Regions from separate parts of the Rattus norvegicus genome. Here region 1 is linked to region 2. A link is a contact called in public Hi-C data. All regions are on one chromosome and are shown on one strand. Each heading gives the region's core, a stretch centred on a gene start, on an enhancer-like site or on the middle of the called end of the contact. The rest is flanking DNA. Distances are from core to core; before and after follow the strand shown. Region 1 holds the start of Scyl1 (SCY1 like pseudokinase 1). Region 2 holds the start of Kat5 (lysine acetyltransferase 5).

Evidence for each region. A called contact is a pair of places that touch in the nucleus more often than the background predicts.
Region 1: a Hi-C map of Schwann cells shows a contact between it and region 2, with 2.5 times the contacts expected there. The contact joins the promoter of Scyl1 here to the promoter of Kat5 in region 2.

Annotation. Positions count from the first base shown.
Region 1 is chr1:212,486,099-212,492,227 of GRCr8, forward strand. Scyl1 (SCY1 like pseudokinase 1) reads right to left here and starts at 2,762. Exons shown (of 17, transcript NM_001011938.2): 1 at 2,579-2,762; 2 at 2,086-2,226; 3 at 1,566-1,915; 4 at 1,078-1,168; 5 at 826-981. The coding sequence starts at 2,689.
Region 2 is chr1:212,329,435-212,335,895 of GRCr8, forward strand. It overlaps Kat5 (lysine acetyltransferase 5), which reads right to left and starts at 2,959. Exons shown (of 14, transcript NM_001005872.1): 1 at 2,943-2,959; 2 at 2,777-2,843; 3 at 2,388-2,456; 4 at 2,163-2,299; 5 at 1,721-1,876; 6 at 1,557-1,631; 7 at 1,199-1,273; 8 at 573-821; 9 at 408-497. The coding sequence starts at 2,954.

The sequences.
Region 1 (6,129 bases), core at 1,512-4,011, 160 kb after region 2:
CTACCATGAGTGGATTCAATGGACCAGAGAGCAAAAATATGAGGAAAGAAAGCACCACCCATACCACATAAAACTTACTTTTTCTTGCTGAAGTTTGTCCAAATACCATGATATCGTAACTACTTACACAGGATGTATAATTATCTGTAGCTAGGAAGTTAGCTACAGATAATTTAAAGAATACAGGAGGGGTTGGGTTAATGGCTTAGTGGGTTAATGTACTTGCTGTACAAACATGAGGAACTGAGTTCAAATCCCTGGCACCCATGTAAAAAACTGGGCATAGCCCAACACACCTGTAACCCCAGGGTTACAGAGATGGAGACAAAAGGGTCACTGGAAATTGCTGGCTCCGGCCTGAGTAAGACCCTAAGGAATGGGGATCACGCAACAAGGGATAGAGCAGGATACCTGATATCCTCCTCTGGCCTCTGCACATTTGCACATAGACAATACACATCGATATGCATATATATACACAACACACACACATATGACATTATGGAAGGATATACATTATATGCAAATACTATGCCATTTTACTTGAGGATCAGAACATCTGCCAACTCTCAGGAGCCCTAGAGCCAATTCCCCACTGTGCTGGTTAGTTCATCTGGGAAGAAAGAATCTCAACTGAGAAAATGCCTCCATCGGAAGTGCCCACTTTTGTGATTAGCGATGGATACGACCGCATGGCCCTAGGTTGTATAGAGCAGCAGACTGGAGTGGGAGCAGCGTGCTTGCCTCCACACAACCCAAGTGTGAGATGACAAAGCATGGGTGAGGGTCCTGGCAAGGGGTCTCAGCATGGACCGTGGGGCTCACCTGAATCTCCTCCAGGAACAGGTTGGTCTCCACAAAGCGGTTGCTCATGAAGCCACCAGGTGCCCGGCAGTTCTGCAGGAAGCGGGCCGGGTTGGGACGTACTTTGGGGTTAGCTCCCACCAGCTCGCAGTAATGGGTGACCAGGGATTTGGGGATCTGTAAGAGAAGGTTCCATGTCAAGGAAAGAGCAATGGGTGGGTAGCAAGAAAGAAGGGCCTGGGGCGAATGAGGCAGGCAAAGCCGGGCACTCACCTTCCCAGGGTTGCGCAGGGCAGTTGCCCGAGGTAGAGACCCATTGAAAACTTCCCAGATGAGGCAGCCCAAGCGCCACATGTCTGCTGACCTGTGGTGGTAACCCAGAGCTGTTCAGGGCTCCCCAGCATACACTAGTGATGCCTCCAACCTGTTTCAAGACCCAAGCACCCACTGCATCACAGGTCCTGGCTGCGCCCCTGCACTGACCCCTTGGCCCCAAGTAGTTTGTTTCATTAGCCCCATTTAACAAAGAAACCAAAGCTCAGAGAAGCACAGACAGTTGCCTCCAACACACAGCTTTCAAATTCAGAAGCACCAAACACCTAAACTATGTCCTTCTTAACCAACCACCCTCCTCCTAAGATCCTATTCCCCTTTCCTGGCAGATAGCAAGGGCCAGGGGTCTCCTAGCTAGTCTAGGGGTTCCGAGGGTGCAGGGGCCTCCAGCGCAGGGCAGATCGAGGTACAGTGACCTCAGGACCCACCACTTCTCTTTGACTGCTCTGCTGCTGCTATCAGCCAACTCCGGAGGATCATACTGCTCAAGCTCAGGGATCCCCTTGTTGGGTGGTCCCCCACCGTTGCCCTGTGCTGAGTACATGTAGTCCAGACCCCCAAGTTTCCACTCGCCAGCCTTGTCCACAAACACAGCAGCCATGCAGACATTGTTGTGGATGAGGTTGCAGTCGTTGACCAGGAAGCTGAGGGCTTTCACGATCTGGTGTAACCCCCATGACAGCTCCTGCTCCTTCAGACCACCTGCTTCTGCTCGTGCCTTGAGGTATGTTCCCAGTGGGGTCACAGCCTCTGTCACGATGTGGAGGCACTTTTCTGTCTGAGTAAGAAAAATGGTATCAGGGCACTGTTCCAGAAGAGGAAGGGAAGATGAGGGACTTGACAGGGAAAGAGGTAGTGGAGAAGATACCAAATCTGAAGGTGCTGAAGCACTTGGGTACAAAGTGAGGGCCTGAGGAGAGTAAGATGGGTAGATCGGGCGACAGGTACCTCCAACCCATCGATATAGGCCAGGATGTTGGGGTGTCGGAGAGTTTTGAGGCGTTTGAAGGCAGCTTTGGCCACCTGGGTCTGCTCTTCGGCTCCGGGTTTCACATCGTACACGAAGATGGACACCGCACTGCCTGTGGCCTGGTGGAGGACACAGCAACCTGAGAGGCGCGGGCCAGGTGATCATTCCAACCTGCCTGGTCTACAGCAGCTCTGAGCCGGTCTCCAGAACAGAAGGGAAGGTTCTCCAGCCAGTCTCGCCTCAGGACAGCCCTTAAGGATCTAGCCAGACCCACGTGACCCCCGTCCGGTTTGCTTGTCCATCCCTCGGTTCTTCCGCCCGCCACGTCGTCACTGGTCGCCCCACTCCCCAGCCCGTTGCCGGGATCTTTGGTCGCCGCCACGTCAGGCCCGGCGCGACACAGCGAAGCCGGCATTCAGACTAGGAAAGGCCGAGGTCGGCCGCGGCCTGCAGAGCAGCGCAGTACCTCACCTTTTTGCGGCCTCGGTGCAGGACCCAGGGCCCGGGCGGTCCGCCTTCGGGGGGCTCAGGGTTCAGCTCGAACGGGAAGTCCCGGACCGGGTCCCGGGCAAAGAACCACATCGTCGCCGCCGCCAAGGGCTCGGGAGCCTCCACTCCGGGTCCTCCGGCCGCCCGAGCCGGGGCGGGGCGGGGTGAGGGCGGAGCCACTCTGGCCTGTGGGCGGAGCTGTGCGTTGGGGCGGGTCTTTGGGGTGGGGCCTTGCGGGACAGAGGCGGGGCTGAAGGCAGGCCTCCGGGGGCAGGGCCGAGTACGGAGGGAGGAGTGAGCCAAAACGGTCATCTGAATGCTCCGAACTTGTGGCCTTGTGTAGATAGAAAAATTGAGTGTGAAGGAGAGTAGTGAGTGCAACAGTTGTAGGATGAGAAGGGGTGGGACCACAAAATGAGCGTGACAATAGAGCCCATCTAAACCCGGGGAAGAGGGGGCGGGGTGAGAGGGAAGCTGGAAAGAGATGGAGAGATAGAAAAGAGAGGCTACTACTGACAGTAAGATGGGAAAGTACGAATAGTGAGGAGAATGGTTATCTCTAAGCCAAAAGCTCCTTCGCCAGGCAGTGGGAAGATTCGGGGCTCAACGAGGAAATTGTGACAGGAGCAGTTAGTTACTACGGTAAAGGAACTTGAGACCTTGAGAGTTGTGTTGGGGTTGAGGTTGAGGTAGGAAAGAGGTGATGCAACTGTCCCGAGAGGTCTGGAAAACTATTGTTAAAGAAGGATGTCCAGAAACACTCCCTATCTCCAAAGCGGACATGGGTGCTGGCCAGAGTCCTGCAGGAGCCTAGAGCTGGAAATGATGGCCAGGGATTAGAAATCTTTTCTTCTAGACACGTCTCTCATCGATCGCCCTCTGCTGGTCCACAACCTCCTGCAACTCCAGTTTTAGGGGCTCCAACACCCTCTGTGATGGTTTGTGTATACTTGGCCCAGGGAGTAGCACTATTAAGAGATGTGACCTTGTTGGAGTAGGTGTGTCACTGTGGATGTGGCACTAAGACCCTAATCCTGGGCTGGAGAGATGGCTCAGTGGTTAAGAGCACTGACTGCTCTTCCCAATTTCCTAAGTTCAAATCCCATCAACCACATGGTGGCTCGCAATCATCTGTAATGAATTCTGATGCCCTCTTCTGCTGTGTCTGAAGACTACAGTGTACTTATATATAATAAATAAAAGAAATCTTAAAAACAAAACAAACCTCATCCTGCCTGAAAGTCAGTCTCCTACTAAGCAGTCTTCAGATGAAGATATAGAACTCTCAGCTCTGCCTGCACCATGCCTGCCTGGATGCTGTCATGTTCCCACCTTCATGATGATGGGCTGAACCTCTGAACCTGTAAGCCAGCCCAATTAAATGTTGTCTTGACTTGGTCATGGTATCTGTTCACAGCAGTAAAACCCTAAGACAGAAGTTGGTACCAGGGACTGGGATATTGCTGGGATAAGCCTGACCAAGCTTTTGTTTCAAAGAAAGAACATAGACTTTGGGACTCTGGATCTGAAAGTGGTGAAACGCTTTAAATGGGATTTAGTGAGCCATCCTAGTAGGACTATGGAAGATGTTGTTGCTGAGAGTAATTTGAATTGTGCAGGCCTGACCCAAGAGGTGTCAGAGGAGAAGAAGTTCAGTATGAGTCATAGAGACTGATTTTGTGGTATTTTAGTGAAGAATGTGGCTGACACTGTAGCTGACACACCAGAAGAGGTCATCAGATCCCATTACATACGGTTGTGAGCCACCATGTGATTGCTGGGATTTGAACTCAGGAACTCTGGAAGAGCAGCCCCAGATACCTGTCTCTAAATGAATACATAAATACATTTTAAAAAAAAACCAGAGGGAGTAGCCTTTAAGTTGAAACAGACATAGTGTCTCAGAAAGACCCTGGCCAACCTCCAAGTCTGGAATCTAGACCCTGCTAGAGAGGAAGCAGCTGGCTGTGTTTCATTGGGAAGTGAGGAAGTTCCTGACATGCTGTGTTGACCCTGCAGAACGTACTGGAAAATGAACTGTTTCTTGGGAAGTATGCTTGCTAATTTTATGTCAACTTGACACAAGTTAGAATGATCTGAGAGGAAGAGAGCCTCAAGTGAGAAAATGCCTCCATAAGCAAAGTCAGAAGGTTTGAGAGATGGCTTTGCGGTTGAGAGCACTGACTGCGCTTCCAGAGGTCCTGAGTTCAATTCCCAGCGAACGCATGGTGGTTCACAACCATCTGTAATGGGATCCAATGCCCTCTTCTGGTGTGTCTGAAGAAGTTACCATGTACTCACATAAAATAAATAAATCTTTAAAAAAAGAAAAGTCTGCAGGAGCTGGAGAGATGATTCAGGGGTTAAGAGGACTCAGGTTCAATTCCCAGCACCCACATGGCAACTCAACTCTCTGTAACTCCAGTTCCAGATGACCTGGTGCCTCATGCAGACATACACAGAGGCAAAACATCAATGCACATGAAAATAAGTGTCTTTTTAAGGATTGTTTATTTATTTCAGGTATAGGATACATTGTAGCTGTCTTCAGACACACCAGAAGAGGGCATCAGATCCCATTACAGATGGTTGTGAGCCACCATGTGGTCGCTGGGAATTGAACTCAGGACCTCTGGAAGAGCAGTCAGTGCTCTTAAGTGTTGAGCCATCTCTCCAGCCTAAAATAAGTGTTTCCAAAAAGAAAAGTCTGCAAACAGGTCTGTAAAGCCTCTTTGTTAATTAGCAACTGAAGGAGATATAGTTCGTTTTTTTTTTTTTTTTTTTTTTTTTCCCGGAGCTGGGGACTGAACCCAGGGCCTTGCGCTTCCTAGGCAAGTGCTCTACCGCTGAGCTAAATCCCCAACCCCCATAGTTCGTTTCTTAACCAGTGACTGATGGAGAAAAGACAGCCCAGCCATTGTGGGGGCCCCTAAGTGGTGGAACTGGGTTCCACAAGAAAACAGGCCAAGGGCTGGAGAGATGGCTCAGTGGTTAAGAGCACCGACTGCTCTTCCAGAGGTCCTGAGTTCAAATCCCAGCAACCACATGGTGGCTCACAACCATCTGTAATGGGATCTGATGCCCTCTTCTGATGTGTCTGAAGACAGCTACAGTGTACTCATGTAAAATAATAAATAAATCTTAAAAAAAAAAAAAAAAAAGAGGGGCTGGAGAGATGGCTCAGCGGTTAAGAGCACTGACTGCTCTTGCAGAGGTTCTGAGTTCAAATCCCAGCAACCACATGGTGGCTCACAACCATCTGTAATGGGATCTGACGCCCTCTTCTGGTGTGTCTGAAGAGAGTGACAGTGTACTCATGTACATAAAATAAATAAATCTTTAAAAAAAAAAAGAAAAGAAAACAGGCCAACCAAGGCATGAGGAGAATGCAATGCAAGTAAGCAGCACCCATCCATGGCCTCTGTGTCAGCTCCTGCCTCTGGGTTCCCACCTGGTTTGAGCTCCTGCCTTGGCTTTCCTCAGTAGACTATGCCTTGGGATGTGCAAACCAAATGAACCCTTCTCCTCAGGCT
Region 2 (6,461 bases), core at 1,709-4,208:
GGTTTTTGCTTTGGTTCCCTGAGATAGGTCTTTCTTATTTTATAGCTCAGGTTGGCTTGGAACTCATATCAGACTAATCTTGAACTCAGAGTTCTCTGAGTGCTGGAATTCTAGGCATACACACCTCCAAGCTCCTGACAGCTTCCTCTGAACTCTGCTAACCCAGCCTTTGTTTCCGATACTCCTCACACTGGGATCTGAATAGCTGGTATGTCTACTTCTGCCATGGACAGTGACCTCTCCGGGAAGAGAATGTATCTAAATGCCAGTGTTCTGTGCATTCCCCAGCTCTACGTCAGGCATTCAATAAAAACAGTGAACTAATCTATAGCCAGAGTGGTCAACTGTTCTGAGCAGGAAAAGGTTGTTCATATGATGTATTCCAGCCCCATGCACAAGCCACTGACCTTGTTTTTCCGCCCATCAATCTCAAAAAAGGAGATGGTGCCCTTGCGGTAAATTTCATTGCCTGGAGGGTGTCGAAGATCACATTTGGTCTAAGGACAAAAGGAGGATCAGGTGGGGACTGGTGAGGGTACACTGGGTAGGCAGCCTCCCAAGACCCTTCATACCAAGTGGCGCTGCAGACACTTGAGGCTACGGCCATATTTGAGGCAAAATTCGCACAGGTAGAGGACAGGTAGCGTGGTAAGCTCTTGAGGGTACGGGGAGAAGTACCACGGCTTGAGGCGGTGCCGGCCAAGCTCAATACACTCAATGTTCTTCATCCGGGTGACAATGTCGTCGTGGCTCCGGTCAGACACCAAACTGCCAGTCATGCGTGGTGCTGACGGTATTCCATCTGAGCTGTCCTGAGAATCCTGCCCAGGGCAAATGGAAAATACCAGATAACAGCAGGTAAGCAGAACATGGCTCACAACACTGCCGTAGGTTTCTTCCTTCAAGTCTACCATCAACTAAGGGGCAAGCATCATAATCTCCACTTTCCAAAATAAACCAAGAACCAGAAATTGGTATGGTAAAAAAACAAAACAAAACAAAACAAACAAACAAACAAACAAAATAGCCCAATGCTTCATCTGCTTGGCTCCCAACCAACACCCTCACTGCCCAACCAACACCCTCACTGCCTAACTAACACCTTGTTTGCTTTAAATTGGTCACTGAATGAACTCTCCATGCCCAAGTCCACTCCCTGTTTCCCAGCTTCCCTCTTCCTCTGCTCCTTGATACCCACCTCATCAGTGCCCAGGCAATTAGATTTCCGCTTCCGTCCTGGCTGTGCTGCCACTGCCCTACGGGCTGATCCATTCTGTGGATGACAGAAGAAAAAGGGTGACCATGAGATGATCCTGGAGGAGGATGCTAGACAGAAGAGGGGGGAAGACCAGACGGGCTGTTGGGGTGGCTTAGTGGTTAAGAATCCCGCTCTTCCAGAGGTCATGGGTTCCTTTCCCAGCACCCACATGGGGCTCACACAACTCTAGTTCAGTGCATCCAATGCCCTCTTCTGGCCATTGCACCCGGCATGCAAGTAGAACATATGACTATCACAGACAAAACCTTCATACATGTAAAAAGACTGGAAGACTCACCTGGGGGAAAACTGAAGCTGGGGCTGTCTCGCTGGGCACTGGAGTTGCTGGTGAAACCACCTCCACCTTCCGTTTCTGCAGAGAGAAACCAGGAAAGGTGGGTCAGAAGGTAGAGAAGGTGGGACCTGAGAAGAAAGCAAGGTCCCTGGAATTGCTGAGGGTACCGTTGAGCGGTGGTTGGGTTGCAGGCAGGAGCTGGAGGAGAGCGGCTGGTCAGGCTCGCCACCTGGAATGGCCTCCCGCTCCTTGGGCAGGTTGAAGCGGAGTGTGATCTGGACCGGGATTGGCAAGGTCTTCCCGCTGGCCTGGGCGGAGGCCGGCTGTAGAGATAGGTCCAGGGTCTTCCTCTGGGGTGGGGATGGTGGTGGGATGGCGAAGGGGAGGATGGGCCCCTCAGCATGGAGTGATCAAATCCCACCCTCTGCCTTCTCTAAAGCAAGGCAATACTGGACTCTGGAAGCTACACCTGCAATTTGGTCCCCATCCTTTGCAAGCTGAAGCCATGGCAAAAGAATGCTGCCTCCTGCCCATTCAGGAACCCCTGAGGCCAAGAGATGCAAGAAGGAAGAGGCAGGAGAGAAAAGATGAAATGGGGGACCTACTCACCACCTCTCTTTCGGGAGAGCCGGGGCGGGACCCAGGAAGTCCGTTCTTGGTAGGTGTCTTGGCTTCTTTCTTGGGAAATTGGATCTTCTTTAAGTCCAGCCGCTCGTGAGTCACCCATTCATCCAGACGTTTGTTGACTGCAGCAGTGAAAATGGCTCAGGAGGGATGCCAGAGGCTGCCCTCAACCCTATCCAGCAACCCACTTTTTCCAGGCCCAGAACTCACAATCAATGTAATGGACATAGAAAAGCTTCCGGCCACTGATGTCCTTCACGCTCAGGATCTCAGCCAGGGCTAAGGGAACAACACAGACAGGGGGTCTTAATCAAGGCAGATCATGAGACTCCACCCTTCGACCTGAATTCCACCTCTAGGCTGGATGTCTACGTCCCAGCACTTAGAAGGGCTAGTTCAAGACCCCTTTAGTCACCAAGTGACACCTCTCTCCAAGCCCCGCCCGGATCATCTCCGTACGTCCAAAAGTCACGCCCCTCCTTCCGAGTATCTGCGACCGCCCCAGGATTGCAGAAGCCCCTCCCCCTCCCGTGTGATCGTTGACTCCCTCCCGCCCCTCGCCCTCAGGTTCCTTGGACCCGCCCCCCGACGTCACTCACGCCACTCATCTTCGTTGTCCTGGTTGCGCCGCAGCACGGGCAGGCGGCAGCCCTCGATTATCTCCCCCTGGGGAGACAGCGCGGCGCCAGGGTCGGCTACTGGGGGGCCTCGGGCTCTACCCACCTCCCCTGGCTCCCTCCGCCCCGCCCCGGGCACCGGACTCACCACCTCCGCCATCTTCCCTCCCTCCACTGCCACTTCCGGCCCCTCTGGGAAACGTCACTTCCGGAGCTGAGTGCGCTATAGGCCCGAGCCCCTCGAAACTGCTTGAGAGGAAAACACTTGAGAGTCACTGCCAGCTGGTTGGTAGTAAAAAGCGGGCCCGGTTGAGGAATGGAACAACAGGGCGTTGTAAGCCTGAGGCCAAGTACTAGATGGAATCCCTACTATTCGCACAGCGATTGGAGGAACGCCGAGTCTGTCACGTGACGCCCACCGGGTGCGACGCCGGTCACTCAGATCAAGTGTTTATGCTTTGTCTGGCCGCAGTGTTCCGGCGAGCCTCATAGTGGCAGTGTGAGGTGTCACCCTGAGTAGGAGGCTAAGGAGTTGGGTTTTGGACCCCGGGGAATCAGTAGAACCGAAGGAATTTAAAATTCTAGCCAGGTGTCTGCATATTATTGCACAGGCTTGGGGACTTAGCAAGATTTTTTAGTTCTTTGGTCTTTTTTTTTTTTTTTTTTTTGGTTCTTTTTTTCGGAGCTGGGGACCGAACCCAGGGCCTTGCGCTTCCTAGGCAAGCGCTCTACCACTGAGCTAAATCCCCAACCCCTGATTTTTTAGTTCTTAATATTGGATTTTTATTTTTAAAATAGTATATATGTGGCTCTATAAATGGAAAGGTTCAAAATTCCAGTAGTCATTCAGTCAACGAGAGTGGATGTCTCAGTTGATCTTCATTGTACATCAGAATCCCAAAGAAGATAATGACAGTGAAGGAGTGGAGTTGCCAATGAGAGTGAGAACAGGTAGGCAAAGAGTAAAAGCAGCTTGGCGGTAGTGGCAGAGACAGCCGAATCTCTTGAGTTGAGGCCAGCCTAGTCTACAGAGTCAGTTCCAGGACAGGCAGGGCTACACAGAGAGACCCTGCTCTGGGGGGTGGCAGGGAGAAAAAGCTTCATGTCTTTACATTAGTTTCCACCAGAAGGTGTATCTTCTGACTTTGAGTAACAAGAATAAAGGTGTGTTCTCCCACCTCAAAGATCTGGATTACAAGTGGGTCTTCCACCAAGCAGTCTTCCAGCATGGGGGAGGCAGAGGCAGGCAGATCTCTTGAGTTCGAGGCTAGCCTGGTCTACAGAGCAAATTCCAAGACAGCCCGGGCTACACTGAGAAATCCTGTCTCCAAAACAAAATAACAACAAAAACCAGTGGGTCTTCCTGCTTCAGACTTGGCAAAAATTGTTCACATGTGTGTTTTTCCATTTTTGGGTTTTAGTTAAATCCAGATGTAGTCAAATGGACAACCAAGAATAACTATCACAGATATTTTTTAAAAGATTTATTTATTTTATGTATGTGAGTACACTGTAGCTGTCTTCAGACATACCAGAAGAGGGCATCAGATCCCGTTACAGATGGTTGTGAGCCACCATGTGGTTGCTGGGAATTGAACTCAGGACCTCTGGAAGAGCAGTGAGTGCTCTTAACCACTGAGCTATCTCTCCAGCCCCACTATCACAGATAGTAATAAAGTGCCTAGGGCGGGGGAGACCCTTTGACCTTTGTTCTAAATGTTACCAGTTTAAATGGTTCTGGGTCCATTCGGCCACTCTGAGAAGAGTTTATATGCAGAAGTAAAGGAGGGGTCTCGGTTGCATCACAGGAGCATTAATAACAGCACTGGGATTTGATATCTGTGTAGACTGTGTTCAGCATAGAAGTACTGAAAAACCAGTAGACCTTTTGTTATTGTTTGCTTTGAGATGAAGTCGGACTTTGTAGCCCTGCTTGGCCTGTAACTTGTCATGAGGATGACAACAGGCATGTACAAGCACACAGTATTTGCCATCTTTTAGAACATCCTGTCTTCCCCTGAGGAACTAAAACATCACTGGTGTTACTTACTACAGCCTCACATACATGGGACCTGGTGTTGATTTCTTGCTTTGGTTCCATGAGGTTTTTTCCTTTAGTGTTTAAAGGCTGTTTACCTGGATATGTGCATGCATCAGTTACACGTGGTGCCTGTGAAGGCCAGAAGGGGGCATTGGACCACCTAGAAATGGAGTTGTGGACAATTGTGAGCCACCCTGTGGTTGCTAGGAACTGAAGCCCGGTCTTATTCTTATGTAAGAGTAGCAAGTGCTCTTAACCGTGAAGCCTTTGCTCCAGCCCTTGTGTTTTAATCTGTAATTGTGTGCATATGTATGTATCCAAGTGTGGTTTTGTTCATCTGAGTGCAAGTGCCCTGGAGCCTAGAAAAGGGTGTTGGATCTCCTGGAGCTGGGGTTACGGATGGTTGTAAACCTCCCAGAGTGAGTGCTGAGAGTACAGTCTCCATCACTGAGTCATTTCTCCAGCCCTTCTAGCACATCCATTCCTCCTTCTTCGTACGTACTTCTCTCTACTTTCTCTAAGTCCAGGTCACTCTTTAAAATCATAAGTTCCCCCACTGTGGGAATTTGTTTGTTTGCTGCTGTCTCCTCAGCCCCACTAGCTAAGTACCTAGCTAGTTTTTAATGACTACAACAGGCTCAGGGACTATTGAATGGGGGCTGGGGATTTAGCTCAGTGGTAGAGCACTTGCCTAGCAAGCACAAGGCCCTGGGTTCGGTCCTCAGCTCCGAGAAAAAAAAAAAGAAAAAAAAAAGAACTATTGAATGAGCAGGGGAAAGCTGGATGCCCAGTTGATTTCCAGAGCAAAGCTACTGGGACACATTAAAAAGGTTTTTTAATTCTACATGCCTGGGTGTTTTGCCTCATGTATGTCTGTGCATTGCATGCCTGCCTGGTGCCAGCAGAGGGAGACTGGATTTAAAGAGAGTTGTAAGCCAGTATATGGATGCTGGAAATAAAACCTGGGTCATCTGGAAGAGTCAGTGCCCATAACCACTCAGCTGTCTCCAGCACCAAGGACTCCTTGTAAAAGTAGCTGAGAGCACCATCCTGTCCAAGCTGAAAGCTTGGAGTCAAAGGGAGGTCCAGAAAAATAGACACACCCCCAAGGCTCCTCCCAGCACCTCGTGGTCCTAGTCCTGACAGCTACAGTTGAGGAGGTAGCTTTTCACCTTCCTTTTCTATTCCTTTGTTCTTTAATCTCAGGCTGGCCTCAAACACATGATCTTTTTGCCTCAGCCTCCCAAGAGCTGTAATTATAGGAGCATATTTCTGGTATCAGACTGTCTTACATAGGGTTTCCATTGCTGTGATAAACACTGCGACCAAAAGCACCATGGGGAGAAAGGATGTATTCCATCTTGCAGCTTGTTGTCCATCATCTAGAGAAGTTAGGGCAGGAATGAGGTTTACTGGTGTGTTCCCTGTAACTTGTGCAGTCTGTTTTCTTATGTACCCTGGGACCACTCTCACAGTGATCTGAGGCCTCCCACATTAATCACTAATTAAGAAAATGTTGCCTACAGACAAATCTTATGAAGGCATTTCCTCAATTCAGAGTACCTCTTCTCAAGTGGCTCTAGCATTTGTTTCTGTAGAGAAAATACGTTTAGTTTCCAGCACGCA